Regions from separate parts of the Oryctolagus cuniculus genome. Here region 2 is linked to region 1. Evidence: chromatin contacts called from public Hi-C data. All regions are on one chromosome and are shown on one strand. The core of a region is the stretch at or near the end of the contact, and the rest is flanking DNA. Distances in the headings are between cores, read along the strand shown. Region 1 overlaps MAGI3 (membrane associated guanylate kinase, WW and PDZ domain containing 3). Region 2 overlaps LOC127493688 (a long non-coding RNA gene).

What was found. A called contact is a pair of places that touch in the nucleus more often than the background predicts.
Region 2: a contact with region 1 is called in a Hi-C map of liver, with 6 times the contacts expected there. The contact joins two enhancer-like sites. A contact is called at or near these places in 4 of 6 Hi-C or Micro-C datasets (ear pinna, liver, psoas muscle and 1 more).

What each region holds. Positions count from the first base shown.
Region 1 is chr7:56,679,568-56,682,773 of mOryCun1.1, forward strand. It overlaps MAGI3 (membrane associated guanylate kinase, WW and PDZ domain containing 3), which reads right to left. Exons shown (of 22, transcript XM_017345964.3): 22 at 2,198-3,206. It overlaps PHTF1 (putative homeodomain transcription factor 1), which reads left to right. Exons shown (of 19, transcript XM_070077843.1): 19 at 150-315. The coding sequence ends at 167. Among named protein-coding and RNA genes, the nearest start is that of PHTF1, 54 kb to the left of the region's middle. Within about 2 kb of position 1,579, at least 1 of the 8 cell types and tissues checked has an H3K27ac peak or open chromatin away from gene starts, as enhancers often do.
Region 2 is chr7:57,209,584-57,212,789 of mOryCun1.1, forward strand. The region is part of intron 1 of LOC127493688 (a long non-coding RNA gene); the gene reads right to left. Among named protein-coding and RNA genes, the nearest start is that of LRIG2, 77 kb to the right of the region's middle. Within about 2 kb of position 1,553, at least 3 of the 8 cell types and tissues checked have an H3K27ac peak or open chromatin away from gene starts, as enhancers often do.

The DNA of each region.
Region 1 (3,206 bases), core at 329-2,828:
AACCGAACTGCTTCATTGAGAATGTTTGCATCTACACACTCAGTGGGCCACTGGGTCTCACTCTCAATCCTAAGCATGATTTTGTGGCGTGTTGCTTCACCTGAGCATGTACTGACAAGTGACCTTCAATAACCCTTTGCTTCTTGCAGTTACTGCTGCCACGCTGAGTGATGAAGTTTGAGTTTCACAAGTGAGCGCTAACTCGATACCTTTCCTGCGGCCTTACCTGGGCCTCTGAGCTGCACCAAGCTACTACTCCAGTGAACACGTGGTGTCCTTTAAGGACAAAATAAACACCTGGTGCGTTTGCTAATAGTTCTTGCTGACTTTAATGCAAATATTGTAAAATAGACACATACTCACAAAATTGTTAACATCTTGATTGAGGCTAACTTAAAGCTCTTTTCTATGTTTTTGTATTTTCAAATATAAGTGAGGAAAATTCCAAGTTTTCTATGAAGTAAAATCCCAACTTTACAATCATTCATTCATATTATTATACTTCTTAAGGTTAATTGCATGGCAACATTGAAAACAGCCAATTTAGTGAATATCTTGAACTTACCTAACCAAGGCAAAGATTCCAGATTTCATTTTTTTTTTTTTTATTTTTTTATTTTTTTATTTTTTTTATTTTTTGACAGGCAGAGTGGACAGTGAGAGAGAGAGAGAGACAGAGAGAAAGGTCTTCCTTTTTGCCGTTGGTTCACCCTCCAATGGCCGCCGCGGCCAGCGTGCTGCGGCCGGCGCACCGCGCTGATCCGATGGCAGGAGCCAGGAGCCAGGTGCTTTTCCTGGTCTCCCATGGGGTGCAGGGCCCAAGCACCTGGGCCATCCTCCACTGCACTCCCTGGCCACAGCAGAGGGCTGGCCTGGAAGAGGGGCAACCGGGACAGAATCCGGAGCCCCGACCGGGACTAGAACCCGGTGTGCCGGCGCCGCTAGGCGGAGGATTAGCCTAGTGAGCCGCGGCGCCGGCCCCAGATTTCATTTAAACATGGTATGCTGTTAACAAGTCATTGTGTTGTTAAACTATAATGATGTTATTAGCATTAGTCATTATATTGATAAATCTAATAGAACCAGAAGGAACTGCCTGAATAAGTAAATCTGTCACTGTTTAAAAACCGTAGTGTTGGGCACTGAAGCATGCCATGGAGGGCACACGTGCTGCAGTCAACCTTACCCCACTCAGGTGTCCCCTTCCGTCACCAGTCTACATGCGCACCAGTGTTCCTTGACCCGAGGGCACACTCTGGACTGGCTCCCTGGCAGGCATTAGGTGCTCCCACTGATGTGAATGCCCCCTGCTTTGTTAAAACCCAACTCTGCTTTAAACATAAAATTCACTTGTCTACATGTTTAAAAGAACATCTTGCTATCAAGATATTCTCATGTAGCAGTAAAAAGTCAAATGCCTTTCTGAGGACAAGGAACTGACCATTACACAGAAGCTGATTGGCTCAGAGGATAAGACCCACCTTTCTAATCTTGCTAGTGAGGCAGTGCAGTAGCTTCCCACGATTTCCTGCCTGCTGTGGCCAGTAAGAAGATATGTCCACTGAGACAGCAACAGGATGGTTCTGCTGCCAAGCTGTGTGGCCTTCGCTGCAACCTCTCCACTGCGGAGGCTTATTTTTAGTGCGCACTCACGCAGTGTAACTAGGAATGTACTTTCCCCCGAAGAGTACTAAATTCATCATGGTCTTGAAGTATTATTCACATTGAGAGTTATATGAAATCAAGTCAGAACACTTCATCCTGAAAGTAAGTATAAATGTCAATTAAATGATATTTTAAAATGTGAACTGCCCCAGTGTGATGAAATCATTGAACTCCGCGATCTTGTGGTACTGGACTTCTGCTGCTGTCGCCGTGATAAGTGTCTGGGGGCTGAATCCCCAGTAGGACAGTGTGAGGGAGGGCTTTGTTAGGGACAGACTGTTTATGCAACACTGTTTTGTTGGCAATGAAAGTGAAAAACGGGCATCATGATATCTGGCACAAATCAGTTTCAAGCTTTATAGATAATAAAAGTAGAACCTCTGTAGCTAAAGTCGTCACTGGAAGAATCTTCCTGATTGTGGGACTCTGGGTGTGGGCTGGAGGGTAAGGATCAGGCCGTAGTGGGAACTGTCTCCAAAACCAGAAAGCAGCATTAAACAAAACTGACAGCAAAAGAGATGCAGGCCAGGAATTACTTTTTGCTTTTTCTTTTTTTAATATCTATATAAAAAATAACGAGCGATTTACAGATCTCTTTCTCTAATCAGAACCTCAGTGTATATATAAAGGGACTGTACAATATATAAACATTTACAACCAGTACATCCATATTTTTCTAGACATTCCAAGGCCACATCGCTAAATCAGTATATAATCAGTACAGTGACAGGTTACTTAGGAAGAGCCACATCAGACTGACAACATATGACATCAAAGTTATGTCACAGTTAACGATAAAAATAGGATTTGTATCACTAATTGTGAGCTATAGGGAAAATAAATTTCTGTGGTACTAAATTCTTGGCATTTACCACGCCTCCTAGTTTTGCTCTATTCAAGTAGTTAACAATGGGTGACTAAATATAGTTCTGGATGAAAATGGGGTTTCACAACTCCCTCTGGGAAGTGCGTCTTATCTCCAGGGCTGATACAGTTGTCACGTGCGAGAGTTTCACAGTCAGACTGGCAGAGGGAAGGACCTGATGTGTTGTTTCACAAGATGAACTTGGGTGACAGCACAAGTGTGTGCAAATATTCTAGAAAATAATTTGATTCTGAGAATGTGCCTTTTTTGACAATGCTACTGAGTGCTGTTTCATGGGACTGAGAAGCCCGCTGTTTTACGGAGTTTAAAACTTCCTCTTTCAACAAATATCTTTAATTAGAATTCAAGAGGACTCTGAAAATTTGTAAAAGCTAAGCACATGTTAAGTCTCTTATTTCTAAATAAGGAAGTTAATGTAGATTAAAAATAAAATACAGTGCAGCGAGGACTGTCTGCCACGTTTGTCCTTCCTTGCTGGGTCGGTCTTAGCCAGGGTCTGCTGCTCCACACCTGGCGTGGACATGTACTGCCAGAGCTGATGCTTCGGCTGGCAAAGGACTGTGAAACAGGCTTTCTGATCAGGCCCCTGAGACACTCTCTACCGATCTGACTCCTCAGGTATGTATGTATCAGGACTAACGACGTTAGTAGTAGG
Region 2 (3,206 bases), core at 303-2,802, 530 kb after region 1:
TACTTTTCAAATAAATAAATAAATAAATCTTTTTTGAAAAAATAAAGGAAGCTCTAACCAGTGGGTGAAAGTTGACAGCCTGGCAGCTACAATAAGGGAATTCTACAAAACCGCGAGAGCCCCCACAGGGCAAACACAGACCAGTTCTCAAGCCCCGGGTGCCACAAAGCCACCTGCTGGACACACCCTTACCTCCACCTTCTGACCAGGCACAGTCCCAGCTGTATGAAGTGACCCTCTAAGTCCCTCCAATAATGCCATGAGTTAAACACGCCTGTTCTTGTCCCTTACAAGGTGAGAGACAGAGGCACACTGAGGTTAAATGACTGACCCACATCACACAGCTAGGGAGCAGGAGAGCTGGGGCTGGAGCCAGTTATAGTCTCATTGTAGGATCCTAAATTGCCAGAGATATGTACATTAAACCAGGCACACAAAGCGAGGCTCATGGATTGGAATAGGATAGGATGGGTAAAAACGAAACTGTGTCTCAGAGTTTTTAATCCAAGACATACTAATGTCAGATAAAGACAGAAGGGTTTTGATGGTCAGTGTGCTGACCTGTCCCATGCTTTAAATATATATATATATATACATATATATTTATTTGAAAGTCAGAGTTACAGGCAGAAAGGAAGATGGGCGAGAAGGAATCGTCTATCTGCTGGTTCACTCCCCAAATAGCCACATGGCTAGGTTCCCCCGTGTGGGTGGCAGGGACCCAGGCACTTGGGCCATCCTCTAGTCCCTTCCCAGGCACGATAGCAGGGAGGTGGATCCGAAGCCGAGCAGCCGGGACTCGAACTTGTACTTATATGGAATACTGGCATAGTGGGAGGTGGCGTAACCACTGTGCCACAATGCAGGTCCCTGTCCGTCCTTTTAGGAAGGCCTCAGAGAAGCCTCCCCCAGGTCCACCCACACCCTCTAGTATCCACCTGACAGGCAGCCAGGGCCCCAGTGCCTGACCCCGGGGTATCTTCCAGGATCTGCAGCGCCCGCCCCTTCAGGTTCCTGCACACTGTGCCTTCTACTGGAACCCCGTGTGAGGGCATCCGCAGCTAGTGCAGCCATGCTCACGTCCTACAGAGTGGACCCCACCACTTACCGTCCCCTTAAATGTACTCAGTATCCCCTTAAATGTAATTTTTAGCACTCCAGGGTGCCAAGCCCCGAAACCACTATAGAAATCAACAACTTCCCCGGGGGAAGTCGCTATCTGCTGGTACTGACAGGCACTGCAGTCCTGGAAGACCCGCGCAAGGTGGGAACAGGGTGTGGGGGCAGGGAGGAGCCGGGAGCAGCGGAGAAGTTCCACCTCGGCGCGTGGGCGGCCAGCCAGGTGCAGCCAAGGGCGGCGCTCAGTCGCTCCGTCAGGGGCTGCAGGCCTGGGCGCGGCCTCCCGAACACCGGGGAGCCTGCAGCTCCGGTCTCGCTCTCCCAACCCCTGGCAGGACCCTGCGCCGCCCCTGACCTCGCCGGAGTCCCGGGCTGGGCAGGGACAAAGGGCAGGCCTTCCTAGTGTCGTGCAGCGGAGAGGCCCGATTTCCCATGAATCCCCTTATCTGATGGCATCCGCTAGGAACCGCAGCAGAGGGGACGCCCGCTGCCGCCCGCCGCCATTCTCGGTGCCGAAGCGCCACCTAGAGGCCAGTCTGGCTCAAACCACCGTGGAGGATCAATTCTAAATGTCTCAATAAAACCCGAAAGACAAAAAGGTGAGAAAATGGCACGACCCTTAGGATACCGTCAGTTCCTTTTCCAGCCCCGTGTAGTCTGCTGATGAGATGCCCAGGGGCCGAATGTCTCAGTTTCTCAATGGCATGGGTCATCTGTAGCTTGGGACCAGTGTCCTCTCATATTCTAAAATCTAGATTTGGGGCTGGCAACGTAGTGCAGCAGGGTGAGCCGCTGCGGGGGACACCGGGGGACACCGGCATTCCATACCCGAGCGCTGGTTCTGGGGCCAAGGCTGCTCCACTTCTGATCCAGCTCCCTGCTAATGCACCTTGGAAAGCTGCAGAAGATGGCCCAAGTCCTTGGGCCCCTGCCACCCACCCGGGAGACCTGGATGGAGTTCCAGGTTCCTGGCCTCGGCCTGGTCCAGCCCCAGCTGTTGTAGCCGTTTAGGAAGTGAACCAGCAGGTGGAAGATCAATCTCTGCCTGTCACCCTGCCTTTCCAATAAAATAAACCTTTAAAATAAATTAAAATCTAGATTCGAAGAGCAAATGTGCCAAGGAAGCACCCTAGTTTGCCCTGCTTTCCAGAACCAACCCATCCATTGCTCTCCCACCTGGAAGCTGAGGCTCTCTGCCTAGCCCTGCCGGCCGGTGTAGCCGTGGAGGGGGCAGGGTGGAGGTGGGGGCGGAGCTCCTTCTTAGGAGTTTGCAGATTCTGCTTGGCTGGACTCGGTTGCCCTACTCTGAGGACGAGTGCACATGTATCCTGGGCCATTTATTGGGAAGTGGCTGATGAACATACAAGGCATCAAAGAGAAACTGATAGTTCAGAGGAGGCTATAATTATCTTAGCCCGAAGACAATGCAAGCTGGATGGTGCCAGCAGCCCCAGCTGAACAGTGAGGAAGAACAGCCGAGCACCAACAACAGGAAGGTAGGCTCCTACACTGAGTGAGACTTTGCTTTGACCACGCCCTCGGCCCTTGGATTTGGTGTTTCTGTTCATGCCTTTGTTAGGCTGCAGTGTAGCCTCCTACTACTCAGCTCACTGCAAAGTCCTTCTGAGAAGCCAGCCAGCCTGCTGCGGGAAGTCTCACACAGTCCTTGGGGATCTGCGGAGCTTGGGGTCAAGGAGGAGTCTCACCCAGGATGTATTCCGGGAGGCTCAGCACTTCCCACACAAAACGATTTCTCCAGGCTTTGTTTCCCACTTCTTTTAAGCCTAGCAGGCGCTCTGCCCTACACACTCCCATGCAAGCCTCTATAATTATTGTTCTCTGGATAAAATGGTTGTGTGCTGGGAAAAACCACTGGAAAACAGCTAGAAGAAACAAAGACGCATGGCAAGCAGTGGCGAGGATGGCTTTGCTGTGCCTGGAAGAAATACACTGTTTCAGAGCTTCTGGGAGCACCTGTCGACAGTTTAAAGACAAAACTGGACCTGGTAGTCAGGTGCCAGCACTGTGACATAATGGGTTAAGCCGCCACCTGTGATGCCAGCATCCCATGAGTACAGGTTCAAGTC